5 separate regions of the Mus musculus genome follow, and regions 2, 3, 4 and 5 are each linked to region 1. The links are chromatin contacts, called in public ChIA-PET, HiChIP or PLAC-seq and promoter capture Hi-C maps. All regions are on one chromosome and are shown on one strand. The core of a region is the stretch at or near the end of the contact, and the rest is flanking DNA. Distances in the headings are between cores, read along the strand shown.

What was found. Promoter capture Hi-C pulls out the DNA fragments that hold promoters and counts their contacts. ChIA-PET counts read pairs in DNA pulled down with a chosen protein or histone mark. HiChIP or PLAC-seq counts read pairs in DNA pulled down with a chosen protein or histone mark. Capture Hi-C pulls out chosen DNA fragments and counts their contacts.
Region 2: an RNA polymerase II ChIA-PET map of memory CD8 T cells shows a contact between it and region 1, with 11 read pairs. The contact joins the promoter of Dhdh here to the promoter of Cd37 in region 1. A contact is called at or near these places in 2 of 39 promoter capture datasets (cranial neural crest and stem cell-derived epiblast-like cells), 2 of 115 datasets of contacts at active chromatin or transcription factors (embryonic stem cells and memory CD8 T cells) and 2 of 9 other capture datasets (adipose tissue and liver).
Region 3: a contact with region 1 is called in a promoter capture Hi-C map of adipose tissue. The contact joins the promoter of Gys1 here to the promoter of Cd37 in region 1. A contact is called at or near these places in 12 of 39 promoter capture datasets (the C10 cell line, cranial neural crest, embryonic stem cells and 8 more), 5 of 484 Hi-C or Micro-C datasets (bone marrow-derived macrophages, embryonic stem cells, nephron progenitors and 1 more), 11 of 115 datasets of contacts at active chromatin or transcription factors (the SCID.adh cell line, acute myeloid leukemia, bone marrow-derived macrophages and 5 more) and 5 of 9 other capture datasets (adipose tissue, embryonic stem cells, liver and 2 more).
Region 4: a contact with region 1 is called in a promoter capture Hi-C map of stem cell-derived epiblast-like cells, with 3 times the contacts expected there. The contact joins the promoter of Kcna7 here to the promoter of Cd37 in region 1. A contact is called at or near these places in 15 of 39 promoter capture datasets (the 3T3-L1 cell line, 3T3-L1-derived adipocytes, the C10 cell line and 12 more), 8 of 484 Hi-C or Micro-C datasets (CD4 T cells, bone marrow-derived macrophages, differentiating embryonic stem cells and 4 more), 11 of 115 datasets of contacts at active chromatin or transcription factors (the 230-238 cell line, the SCID.adh cell line, bone marrow-derived macrophages and 5 more) and 5 of 9 other capture datasets (adipose tissue, embryonic stem cells, liver and 2 more).
Region 5: a contact with region 1 is called in an H3K4me3 HiChIP or PLAC-seq map of bone marrow-derived macrophages, with 3 times the contacts expected there. The contact joins the enhancer-like site here to the promoter of Cd37 in region 1. A contact is called at or near these places in 15 of 39 promoter capture datasets (the 3T3-L1 cell line, 3T3-L1-derived adipocytes, the C10 cell line and 11 more), 5 of 484 Hi-C or Micro-C datasets (CD4 T cells, bone marrow-derived macrophages, differentiating embryonic stem cells and 2 more), 9 of 115 datasets of contacts at active chromatin or transcription factors (the 230-238 cell line, the SCID.adh cell line, bone marrow-derived macrophages and 5 more) and 3 of 9 other capture datasets (adipose tissue, liver and pancreatic islet).

Annotation. Positions count from the first base shown.
Region 1 is chr7:45,237,577-45,240,110 of GRCm38.p6, reverse strand. It overlaps Cd37 (CD37 antigen), which reads left to right and starts at 1,272. Exons shown (of 8, transcript NM_007645.4): 1 at 1,272-1,451; 2 at 1,539-1,611. The coding sequence starts at 1,383.
Region 2 is chr7:45,487,530-45,490,063 of GRCm38.p6, reverse strand. It overlaps Dhdh (dihydrodiol dehydrogenase (dimeric)), which reads left to right and starts at 1,259. Exons shown (of 7, transcript NM_027903.4): 1 at 1,259-1,390; 2 at 1,893-2,004. The coding sequence starts at 1,301. It also overlaps a transcript of Tulp2 not described here.
Region 3 is chr7:45,433,563-45,436,096 of GRCm38.p6, reverse strand. It overlaps Gys1 (glycogen synthase 1, muscle), which reads right to left and starts at 1,258. Exons shown (of 16, transcript NM_030678.3): 1 at 927-1,258. The coding sequence starts at 1,044. It overlaps Ruvbl2 (RuvB-like protein 2), which reads left to right and starts at 1,633. Exons shown (of 15, transcript NM_011304.3): 1 at 1,633-1,845. The coding sequence starts at 1,834.
Region 4 is chr7:45,404,692-45,407,225 of GRCm38.p6, reverse strand. It overlaps Kcna7 (potassium voltage-gated channel, shaker-related subfamily, member 7), which reads right to left and starts at 1,266. Exons shown (of 2, transcript NM_010596.2): 1 at 211-1,266. The coding sequence starts at 864.
Region 5 is chr7:45,387,867-45,390,400 of GRCm38.p6, reverse strand. All of the region lies in intron 4 of Snrnp70 (small nuclear ribonucleoprotein 70 (U1)), which reads left to right. Among named protein-coding and RNA genes, the nearest start is that of Snrnp70, 6.6 kb to the left of the region's middle. Within about 2 kb of position 1,265, at least 11 of the 459 cell types and tissues checked have an H3K27ac peak or open chromatin away from gene starts, as enhancers often do. A contact at or near this core is called in the HPC-7 cell line and bone marrow-derived macrophages, where this site is marked.

The DNA of each region.
Region 1 (2,534 bases), core at 23-2,522:
ATAACATTAGCCTTCTATTTACACCTCAGTCTCAGTGAGGGACCCCAAAAATGAATTGAAGGGGATCACCAGATCGCTTTGTGCCCTTCTAAATGTGACCACACTGTGTGTAAACCTTTTTCTGTTTCCTCTAGAAATTTGGTTCTTTTACTTGGCTTATTGGAGATGGCAGAACCTGCCTTGGAGCACAGCCTGTGGCAGGAGAGGCCCAGTCCCGAAAATTTATCTATCTTCTGCCCTCTATAAGCACCATGTGGCGCAGACATACACACACACACACATCGTTAAAATTTTTTTAAAAAAAGATGAACAGCTTCCAATGTTGTCCTCTGGCCTCCAAAGGCGCGCGCGCGCACACACACACACACACACACACACACACACACACACACACTAACACATACAAATACACATACAGAAAGAAAATAGATGAGACATGTCTCAGAAGGCAGCTGCTGTCCCAGAGAACTAGGCTTTGGGTAGATAGGTGATAGGAACTTCCCACATTAGAAATCTGTGAGGAACTGGGGACTTGACAAGTGTCAGGGACTTCTTTCTGGGCACATCATAGGAAACTTTGAAGATGCTAGGTATGCTCAAGTGACCCCCACTCCAGTGCCTGGCTTTTCTGGGGCCTCCTCCCCTCAGGTTTCTCCGCAGAGGTAGGAAGTGCCATCTGAGGTTCACTTCCTCCACCGGATATTCAGGCACTGCCTCGCTGCCCTCCTCACTCCTGGGACTGTCACACCTCCTCTGCAGCCCTTTCACTTCCCCAGGGGTCCAACCCTGGCCCCCAAGCACATCGGAGCACCTGCTCTAGAAGAAAGAGAGCAAAGAGAGAGACCCAGGGAAAGAGACACACAGGACAGAGACCGCAAAGGCCCAGAGAGACAGAGACAGAGAGGCAGAGACAGCGCGGTGGCTCGAGGCTAATGGGTGCTAAGCAGAAGATCACAGGGTGCAGGGGGCGGAGCCAGTAGCCAGTGAGGTCAGAGTGTCTGTGAGGTTGAACTCTGCAGAAACAACCTTGAAGTCCCAGGACCCACGTGAGTGGAAGTCCATCAGAAGCCCCTGTGCGCCCTGCCTGAGCTATGGACACCTGCGAGGAACCCATTGTGTCCCTGGCACCCACATATTCCAAGGACCCTCAGGTACTGCTGTGCACTCGATGGAACCCTGAAGAAGATAGGGCCCCCGCTGACAGTCACTAAATGAACAGGGCGGGGTGGAGCTCCACCCCCCCGGAACTTCCTCTTTCTCTGCCGGTTTCCTTTGTGCCTCTCAGTCTCTGTCTTTCTTTGCCCACTATTCCCCTTCCCCCCTGCGGCCAACACCTCTTCTGTCTGGGTTTCTCGAGTGGGTCATTCCCCATCTAGGCGAAGATGTCCGCCCAAGAGAGTTGCCTCAGCCTCATCAAGTACTTCCTCTTCGTTTTCAACCTCTTCTTCTTTGTGAGTCTACTCATGGCTACCCAGCCGGGGTTCCAGGGCCACAGTGGCCCTTGATCCGCCCTAGCCTCATTTCTTCTCTTCCCCTAGGTACTAGGCGGCCTGATTTTCTGCTTCGGCACCTGGATCCTCATTGACAAGACCAGCTTCGTGTCCTTTGTGGGTGAGGGGGGCTGCGCAGTAGGGGAGGGTCTTTGGACTTGAACCCAGAATCCCACCCCAAGGCATCTCCTGATATCTCACTCGCCCTGGGGAGGCCCTCAATAGCTACTATCTTCCCAGGTAGGGCTCCAGCTCTGACTGGCACCCCACTGGCACTGCCAGTAAGCTGGATGTGTGCTGGTAAGTAGGAAGTGTAAAGCAGATGTAGCCGGTCATGCCTGTCATCCCAGCACGCAGGAGGTGGGAGATCAGGAGTTCCAGGCCATCCTAGACTACACAGTGGGTTGGAGCCCAGGCTGGATAATGAGGTCCTGCCTCCAAAACAACCACAGCACCATGAGGTCGCGGTTAGGAACAGTAATAACAGAAATAATAGCTATTTCTCAAATACTTCCTGTGTCTCATTTTGGACTGGAACTCAGAGACTCTCCCTTGTTGAGGTTCAGAGAAGGGAAGTCTTTTGCTGGGTGTCACACAGCCAGGAAGGGGAAGAGCAAAAATAAAGTAATAATAACAAGGAAACCATTTAAGGAGGGGACACCAAAACCATAGCAACTCAGACTCACCACATTGACCGCTGAATTGAACAGCGTTTTCATTCGAACCTCGCTCAGAACAATTCTAGGATATATGTGGTGGCCCACACCTGACATTCCAGCATGGGGAGGTGTAGGTGGGAAGATCACAAGGTTCCAGGTTACCCCTGGCTACTGAGTCCGAGGCCAGCCTGAGTTACCTGAGACTCTGTCTCAAGAAAAAAGAAAAAAGGAAAGGAAAGGAAAGGAAAGGAAAGGAAAGGAAAGGAAAGTCCAGGAAATCGATCCTTTATTTCTTTGCCCTCAAAAAGTTTAAGAAATGGATTCAGCTGGGCATGGTGGCACATGTCTTTAGTCCCAACACTTGGGAGGCAGAGGTGGGCAGATC
Region 2 (2,534 bases), core at 10-2,509, 250 kb before region 1:
CACGTGTACCTGTGGCGCCTGTGACAGGGAACGGTCTTTCCTGGCAAAGGCTTACGTGAAGATGGGAGGAGAAGGTGACCTCAGCCCTGGCTTCCCTCGCTCCAGTGCTGAAAGTCCCTGTTGCCTCGCCGCCACTTAGTTCAATCAGTTAAGCACAATAACTGATTAGCCTCCTATGCCTTACTAAATAGGAGACTTGTGAACACCTGGGCACAGTCAGTCAGTGTTCAGTGGATCAGACGAGAGAGAATGAAACTGGGCTGTAAGTGAAGAGGAGCTATTATCAGTAAGGTGCACATTCTTTCCCCTCTCGACGGCAAGTGAGATAAATCAAGTTCCATCATTAAAGAGACTTGTAAAGACATAATCTGGGGGGTGGAGAGAGGGCTCAGGTTAAGAGCATCTACTGTTCTTCCCAGCATCTATATAATGAACGGCTCACAGCCACCTGCAACTCTGGTTCCAAGGAATCCTCCTCCTCCATATTTTCTTTTTCTTCCTTCCTTCCTTCCTAATTTATTTTATGCGTTGAAGAGTTTTGTCTGTATGCATGCATGCCCACCATGTGCATGCCTGGTGCCCTCAGAGGACAGAAGGCGGCACTGGATATCCTGGAAGATGGTTTCGAGCTGCCAAGTGGACAGAACTTGGGTCCTCTCCAGAAGTAAAACGTTTGCTTTGTCAGAAATACTTTGGATCCTGTGGTCATTTTCTTGAGACCACAGACTATTTTATTTTATTTTATTTTATTGGCTTTTTTTTCGAGATAGGGTTTCTCTGTGTAGCCCTGGCAGTCCTGGAACTCACTCTGTAGACCAGGCTGGCCTCGAACTCAGAAATTCGCCGGCTTCTGCCTCCAGAGTGCTGGGATCAAAGGCGTGCGCCACCACGCCCGGGCCCCACAGACTAATTGATAACAATAGCAAATCCCCATCTCAAAATAAAAAGTAAAAAGGCAACTTGAAAGACAGGCACGGTGGTGTATGCCTGTATTGCTGCACTCAAGGAGCTGAGGCAGGAGGATTGCCTTGAGTTTATGGTCAGCAAGCAGCCTTGGCTATATATATATATTGTGAATTGCAGGCCAGCTTGGGCAAGAGTTAGGCACTGAGAAGAAGGAGAAGGAGAAGGAGGGAGGGAGAAGGGCGGGCGCAGGGAGGAGGGGAAGGAGGAGACGGGTGGAGAGATTGCGGTTTCACGTCCTGAGGTCGTGTCCTGAGGGTCAAAGGGAAGCGGGCGGCTTGCAGCGCGGGGTGGCGTTGGCCCCGCCTCCGGCCCCCGCAGGCAGAAGACGTGCAAAATGGCGCTGCGCTGGGGCATCGTGTCGGCTGGCTTAATTGCCAACGACTTTACCACCGTGCTGAGCTCACTGCCTTCCTCGGAGCACCAGGTGCACGTCCCTTGGAAGACACTGGGTCCGAGGGAGGAGTGGAGCCGAGGGTCTAAGAAAGAGTCCCTAGTCCGAGGAACGAGGGAGCCCCGAGTGTGAGGGAGGAGAGTCCCTAGGTCTAAGGCAGTGACTCTGAGAAGAGAAGGGGACCCTTCTGGTCCCCAAGGCCATAAGAGATTTGTTTTCAGCTCACACCTCCTATGCGCCCCAGTCTGAGGGGCTCGCGGTTTGCAGGGGGTAGGTATCAGCTGCTGGGAGGCGAAGCCATGGGGCAGTCGGGGAGGATCCTGGGCTTGCTTACAGACTCCCCTTTCCTCTCTATTCAGTCTTGCCATGTACCAAGCACAGCCTAAGTCTGCCCCCCCCCCCAATCTGCTTCCCCTCCCCACCAGTAATACCTTCCCTAGCCATCTTGGAGGAGGCTAGATGCTCCCCACTGCAGCCTCCTCCATAGCTCGTCTACTTTGTCTTCCACATCTCAACCCTTTGAATCCCACGCTAGGTGGTAGCGGTAGCTGCGAGGGACCTGAACCGGGCCGAGGAGTTCGCACAGAAATTCAACATCCCCAAGGCCTATGGCTCTTATGAGGAACTGGCCAAGGACCCAAACGTGGGTGAGTGGCCTGGACCAGGGAGGTGGGGGCAGAGCTAGGCACTGCTTCTTGCCTACAGATGCACTGGGCTGCAGGGGTGGTCTTTGGAAAGGCTCAGGCTCGGCCTGGTTAGGAGACAGTTAATAGGCTTACACGTGACCCGAGACTGGCTGAACAATATTAATCTGTGCTTAGCCAAGGCTAAGTTTTAAGTTTCTCCCAAGGCTAGAAAATCTGGTAAGAATTTATTTACTTGTTTATTTTGCGATACTGGATATGGAACCCAAGGCCTCTCACACATTAGGCAAAAGCTCCGCCGAGCTGAATCCCACACTTTTATTTTATTTTGAGAGACGGTCTCACTCACTGTATAGCCCTGGCTGGCCTGAAACTTTATTATGTAGACCAGGCTGGCTTCAGATTCTCAGAGATCCACCTGCCTTGGCTTCCAGTTTGTAAGCACTGGGATTAAAGGTGTAGGCAAGCATGCTTGGCCACTTGGGCTTTTGAGATAGACCTCACACATAGCCTCCAATTGGCTGTCCTCCTGC
Region 3 (2,534 bases), core at 9-2,508, 200 kb before region 1:
CTAGCCCTGGGCTGGGACACAGGGACTGCTGGGCCCTGCTCCTCCTGTGACCCCACCTCAGATTTAGGAATCTGGGTCCTCAGCCTTCTCACCTGAAACTGGTACCCTGGTAGTACACAGCATTGAGTCTGCCATCTCCCAACATGCTGAGAGACCTAGTCTCTTTCTCCCCAGGATCCAGAAAAGGAAATGTTCAGATCCACAAGGCCCAGCTGCTGGGATTCCCAGCCCAGCCTTCTCATGAGCGAGAAGCTAGTGATCTCCCATACATACTGTGGGTGGGTTCCTCCCATCCTAGGGCCCAGCTCCTGACCAACTTAGGACTTCCAGCTTTCCCAGTCCACAGGGAGGGAGGCACCTCACTACATAGGAAGCCAGGACTTAGGCCCTGGGCTCCTTCAAACTCGACATTCAAGTTCCCAACTCTTTCCCACCTTGTATCTAAGAATTTGAGTCTCCAAGCCCCTCTTGGCTTTACACTGGTTCAGGTCCGCTATGCCCCCTGAAAAATCCATGAATCCCAACCTTTAGGAACACCCCAACTCCACAGTCACGTCCTCTGGACCACAGACCCAAAAGCTCCAGTGTTCCTTGGGCTTAGATGCACTAACTCCTTCCACTTTTAGATCTCAGGTCTCTCGGCCCTCGAAAACCTCCCTTCAAGACCCAGGAATCTTTCTCTGAGTGCCCTCTTCCCTAGATTGCAGAACCTGAAGCCTCCTTCCATCTTAAGAGTAGTCTCTTGTCCCTTCCCCCCAGGGCCTAGGACGCCTACTCCAGCCCCTTCACAAGGACACAGAAGTCACAGGCGCTTTTCCCAGGACCCAAGACTCCTCCACGTAACTCTTTTCCCGTCTGAAACGGAGTTTCGGGGCCCCATCCTCGCCTGCCCTTCTTGGTCAAGGGACCAACGCTGACGTTCTCACCCTTGTTGGCCACCTCCCAGGCCACCTCGAAAAGCACTGCGTTCTCGGGGTCGAATTCATCCTCCCAGTCTTCCAATCCTGGAAGCGAGGACACAGAGAGACTGCGGCTGAGAGGCATGGCTACTGCGGGCAGGGGACTTCGAGCACCAAAACTGGAAACCAGAGAGATCGGCTGGGAACGCAGCAGACTTGGTGACCGGTAGAGTTAGCGGGTGTCCCAGGGGAAGCTTGCAAGGCGCTCCGCTTCCTATTGCACGACCGCACCCCCGCCCCAGAGCGCTCCGACTCAGGTAGGGTGAGCTGAGACACTGAATCGGGCGGGCAGCTGCAGTGAAGCCTCGTGGCCGCCAGGAGGCACTGCCCACCCTGCTGGTCTAGCACGATTGGTCGGCGGCTGGGGGGCGGGGGCTATTGCGTCTACTTATTGGCGGATAGAATCCAGTTTCCTTGGCCAGAGGCTCCTGGGGAGCTGCGGGGGCGGGGCTTGTTTCTACGCAGCATGGAAGTGATTGGTGAACAGAGCTGTCAATCTCAGCTGTAGGCCCAATTTGGTGAGGAAGGTTGGACAGAGAGGGAAGGGATCGTGGAGGACGTGTGGTTGCTACAAAATGTGCTCAGAATTTTGCAATCGGACTTAGCAGTTGCAGGGCGGGGGGGAAGGAGGGGGGAGGAGGCTAGGTAAGAGGAGGAGGAGCAAGAGACGTCAGGAACCCACCCGGGATTCAGAACACCGGCTTTCCAATTTAGCCTCGCGGGCTGGGCGCGGCCTAGTGTACGCCCCCTACAGGAATTTTATATATCTTATGGGCCATAGAGATGACTGGATGACCGGGAGCCTAGAGAGGATAAAGACCGCGCTCCTAGCCGATTTCCGTTTCCGCTGAGGCATTGGCGGTTGGTGTGCATCATGGCAACCGTGGTAAGTGTTGGGTGCATGTGGAGGACCGACAATGACCCTTCTTAGAGAGTCTGAAGGAGGGAGCTGGAGAGGACTCTTGTATCTGAGGGAGGAGTGATAAGGAAGATGCCTGGTTTGACGGAGGAGGTCTGGGGAGTACTCCCGAGTCAGAGGGAGGATGCTGAGGACACCGAGTCTGAGCAATGGATACAGAGGAGAATGCATGTGTCTAAAGGAAGAGAGCAGAGGAGAATGCATGAATCTGACGGAAGGGGGCTGAGGAAGTCGCCAAGGAGGGCTTGGGAGGACACATGGATCTGTGGGAAGTGTTGGGAGGAGAGGATACCAGGGTCTGAGGGAAGCAGGCTGGTGTGTGCACCTTTGTGTTTGAGGTAGGCAGGCTAGAGCCTGAATCCCTAGATCGGAGGGACGATCACAGTGGATGAGGCCTGGTTTGGAGGAGGAGGAGGGCTAGGGAGGGTGCCTGGGCCTAATAGAAGAGGGCTGGACCTGGACTCCTGGATGTGGAGGAAGTGTATTGACCACTGAGGAAGGAGCTTCATTGTGGCTTTAGAAGCTAGTAGAGAAGGCAACAATGTATTCAGAATCCTAGATGTCAGGCATGGTAGTGAAAGCCTGCACTTGGGAGGCAGAGGCAGGTGGATCTCTGTGAGTCTGAGGATAGCCTGGTCTACAGAGCCAGTTCCAGG
Region 4 (2,534 bases), core at 17-2,516, 170 kb before region 1:
ACCCGTGGCAATCGTTCTGTCTCCTTGCTAGGATTCTCGTATGAAGAACCATACCCAGCTTACATCTTTGTTTTTTTTTTTTTTTTGTTTTGTTTTTGTTTTTGTTTTTGTTTTTAAAGGGCTTCCATCCTCCTGCCCCTTGCCACACCTTCTGACTGGCCAGGTCTTCCCAGGCCCCGCCCTGGACCTCCCCAAATCCCCGCCCCTCACCGGGCCAGTAGCAGCGGCTACGGGCGCGAGCCCCGGGTCATCGCGGTCGTCGCGGAAGTCTGGCAGTGTCTCGAGGCAAAAGACCACGATGGAGACCAGGATGACGAGTACGGAGACCACGGCGAGCACGCGCGCAGCCTGCGAGCTCTCAGGAAATTCGAAGAGCAGCCAGAGCTGACGCGCAAAGGCGCGGCGGGGCAGCGGCCGCTCGGGCGGCACCGCGCAGCCCTCGTCCTCCCGCAGCCGCGCCAGCGCCGCCGCGCCCAGCCCGTAGAAGGACACCTCCTCCAGGAAGACGTCGAGGGGCACGTGCGCCGGCCGTCTCAGCCGGCCGCCCGACTGGTAGTAGTAGAGCACCGCATCGAAGCTGGGCCGGTGTCGGTCGAAGAAATACTCGCGGCGCGCGCCGTCGTAGAAGCGGCTGCGGCGCACCGGGTCCCCCAGCAGCGTGTCCGGGAAGCGGCCGAGCGTGCGCGCGCGGGTCTCGAAGCGCAACCCGGCCACGTTGAGCACCAGCCGCTCGCAGCAGCCGCAGGGCGGCGGGCACCGTGGCTCCATGGCGCGCACAGCCCGGGCGACCGGTGAACGGACGTGTGGCCCCGACGCCGCAGCCACCCCAGTCGGGTGTCCGGTGTCGGCGGGTAAAAATAGCATGGAAAGTCCGGCCAGGGCGCGGGGGAGGGGGCGGTGTTACCCCCGCGGGGCTAGGGGCGCCCTCTGCCGTTCCCACACCTGTGGAAACACTGCCACCCGGCGCTTTTCCGTGGATCTCTTGAGCTTTCCCTTGTAGTCATCTATTTTATTTGTTTGGCTTTTGGATTCATGACCCGAGGTCTTATGTAGCTGAACTGACCTTGAATTTATGATCCTCCTGCCTCCACCTCCCAAATGCTGGGATTGCAGGCGTATGGCATCATGGCTATTTATTTGTTTGTTTGTTATTTAGACAGTCTCCTCAGCCTGTCATTTAAGCTGACCGCGAACTTGTGGCAATCCTCTGCCTCATCCTTCGGATTGCCCGGGTGACAGTCATGAGCCACCCGAGACTATCTGCAGCATCAGTTTCCCTTTTCCATTTCCAGTCTTTCTGTCTCTTGTCCATCCTCCTGGAGGGTGGGGGGTGTATCCCCTTAACCAGTTGTCCACATCTTGCTCTCTGCTGGGAGCCTCTGTATCTCTCTGCCTTTTATTATTTTTTTCCAGACACTGGGTTTGGGTATGTATGTCAGACTGGCTCAGTATTGCAGTACTCTTGCTTCTGCCTCCCGATTGCTGGGATGACAGATGTGTACCACCACATCTGGATTTGTTGCTGGCTTTCTTTCTCTCCTAGTACCTTTCAATGAATGAACATCGTTTTGTGTGTCTGGCCTCACGTGTTTATTCCTTTGTGTCTCTAATTACCATGCCTAAGGAGCTCCGCAGCGGCCCTGGTGCTTGAGGAGTTCTTGGAGCCTCTTTTGCAACTGTAAACTGTTGCCCATGTGCGCCGGATCCTTGGCCACTGAGAGTCCCGGAGTTTGAATTTAGACTTTATGTAGGTGTTTTGAGATTAATAAAACCTGGGCTGAAGCCAAGAATGGCGCCAAAGGAGGCGGGACTTGCCTGGAAGGGTCTAGAGTCGGCCTGGAAGATGCGTAGGGTCACTGTCGGGAGCCGAAGGACAGACAGAAGATGGCCTTCCAGCCACCGGTGTCTAATGACACTAAGTAAAAAATAGTCCCTTCTTATGGGGTAGGGTGTTATAGTCACTTTCGGGGAAAGGGATCTCGCGCGCCCTCTGCCGGCCGGATGGAGACCTGCACCAAGAGGTCTCCCAGCTAAACCTGGCCTTTCCCTTCCCAGCTTTCTTTTGGGGACTTCTGAGATCCTCCTGCCTCTGCCCTCCCCCCGCCCCCCATCGCCCTAAGTAAGTTGTGAGAACATGGGTAGTGTCACACGCCTTTAATCCCAATACTCTGGAAGCAGAGGCAAGCCAACCTGTGGATTTGAGGCCAGCCTGGTCTGCCCATAAATTTCCAGGCCAGTCAGGGCTACATGGTGGGATCTTGTCGTTTTGTTGTTTTTTATTTTTTCGACAAAGAGTTTCTCTGTGTAGGCCAGTCTGGTGAGATCGTGTCTTTAAAAAGTCTGGTCATGGGCTGGTGAGATGGCTCAGTGGGTAAGAGCACCCGACTGCTCTTCCGAAGGTCCGGAGTTCAAATCCCAGCAACCACATGGTGGCTCACAACCATCCGTAACAAGATCTGACTCCCTCTTCTGGAGTGTACTTACATATAATACATAAATAAATCTTTTAAAAAAAAAAAGTCTGGTCATGGAGA
Region 5 (2,534 bases), core at 16-2,515, 150 kb before region 1:
ATGGTGTGTGTGTCTGTGTCTGTCTGTCTTACAGGCTGTGGTCTGGCTAGTCAAACAATGACTTTTTTCAACAGGAAGGCTAAGAATTTGTTAATTGTAAAGTCTATGTTGGAATCCTGAAGAAGTAGGCTCTAATACCAGTGAAAGAATGCCTCAGCATCAGGGTGGATACGCCTGGCAGGAGACTCGGGGTGGGCAGGCAGGCAGGTAGAAAGCTTCCTTCATTCATGGTTTTGTGAAGGTTGCCAACAAAAAGTATGACCCAGATTTAAGTTGGGTTTTCTTACCTCAAATGATTAAATTCAGAAGTCCTCAAAGGCATGTCCGGCTTCTGGGTTTTAGTTGATTCCAGATTAATGAAAGTTGTCAACTAAGATTAGCCATCCCAATACCATTTATTTTTTCCGCCCAGCTTGTCACAAAGACTTGTCCCTGTTACTTGCTAAATGTCATAAAGCAAGAAGTTTCATGTCCAGGGCCCTCTTAGCTTAGACAGTGCTTTAGTATTGTGTCTGTCTTGTTCACTTGTCTCCCCAGCCCAAATTTTCTTAAGGAGCTTTCTAAAGACAAGTACTCATTTCTCCCTCCTACCCTCAGCATAATGCTAGTCTCGTTCTGCTGATCCAGGTGTGCCTTGCACCAGTTGAAGAAAGTGGGAGAAACCTTATCTTAAACAAAAAGGGGTAGCAGAAGGGGACTCATCAACCAAGCAAAACATTGAGTTTGATTGGATTGGAGTTTAAATGTGTGGTGTATTTAAGTATCATTCTGATAAAGCCCCAGTTGAGGGATTGTAGATGAAGTTAGAAATTAGTCATTAACGATGGTATTGTGGTTTCAATTTATTGAAATGTATTGAAGATCAACATAGCAAGCTCTGAGATGTGACTGAAATTCCCAAGTTAGATTGGGGAATGTAGAGATCAACCAAGTTAGGCCCCATGTTGGTAATTGAAGCAGGTTCATTGTACTGTCCAAAATAGAACAGAGGATGGATCACGTGCAGTAGGGTATCTGTCTGTGCTCACTGACTGTAGAAGCTTGCTGTCCCCTGTCAAAAGACCGCTTCTATTAAAGGAGAATCCCTTTGCTGAGCACTTGAAGTCCTTCATGTTATGAACTCCTGGTGACTTCTGTGTGCAGCAGGAATGATTATTCCTGTTTGCAAAATGAAAAACAAGTAGGCTTGCCTTGTCGAGTTGTAGAGTATCTTATAAAAAGGGGAAGTTTTGAGATTTCGTGCCAACTAACGGGAAGCCTAGTGAAGTTTTCTAGCTTTGAGGCTTCCTGTGTCTAGTTCTGTGTTAGGGTCCTGACAAGCGAGTCCTAAGTTCAACCTTGACACACATGCACACTTAGGCACTGACTGTAAAGAGAAAGGAAAAGGGGACCCTAGGATTGAACCCTGCCTCGGGACAGTTAGTGGGACAACTCCTGGGATGAGGTCGGCAATGTTGAGGGGCATCTCTTGAGTAGAGGTGCAGTTGAAAGTCTTAATGTCTTGAAGAGCTCTCTTCTGTCACTGTATTAACAGCCATGCCCTTATGATAGAAAGGACCACCATCATGGCTGATTCTTTGGATCTAGTTTGCCTGTTGGTAGTAAAGTCACAACTGATAACTGAAGAAACCTGCAAAATATCAATGCCTGTGATGTGTCCATATGATAAGCAATCTGTAACAAGGACCATTTGACTAGACTGCTTAAGTATAGGCATTGCTTTGGCTGCCAATGGGAGGCAGAAAAAATAGTCCTACTTTCTGGCTCAAAGACCCTAGGCATGCCTGATATTCTTCTAAATTGCTATGATCTTGAGAAAGGCCAAGATCTTTATTTTACTTTTTTAAAGATTTATTTATGTACACTAGAAGAGGGCATCTAGATTCCATTACAGGTGGTTGTGAACCACTATGTAGTTGCTGGGCATTGAACTCAGGACCTCTGGAAGAGCAGCTAACTGCTGAGCCATCTCTTTAGCTTCCCCTGTGTGCCCCTCCCCCCTTATTTTAAAATTTTCAGCATTGCATTCTGTAGTTCAGGCTGTCCTCAAAATCTTAGCATTCGCCTTTTTCCCACTTAAACTTTTTCTATCTCTTCTATGATCTCTTTTATTTGACACTTGCAGCTATATTCTAAGGATTAAATGAATGAGAGAGCCAGGACAGCTAATAAGATGGTCACAGAATGTGTAGCACTGGGGTATAGCTTCCAGTAACCCCACACCCCATTAGGATTGCTTAATAGATTCTTGGTCTTTTTCTGAAGACTTAATACTTGGTGTCCAAACGGAACAGGGTTTTGATAGTTCTCTGTACCAGTTGATCTTGGTCATTTGCTTTTAGCACTAGCCCAGGGTCCCTGCTTTAGACTATAGGGTATGGAAGAGAAAATGTATCCTTAACTGTCTTCCTTCCTTTTTGAGACAGGGTTTCACTATGTAGGCCAAGCTGAGTTCTGCCCCCTTAGTACATAGGCCATCACACCCCACCTATCCTAGACTCTGGTTCCTAGTCTGAGGTCTGAGACTGTTTGCT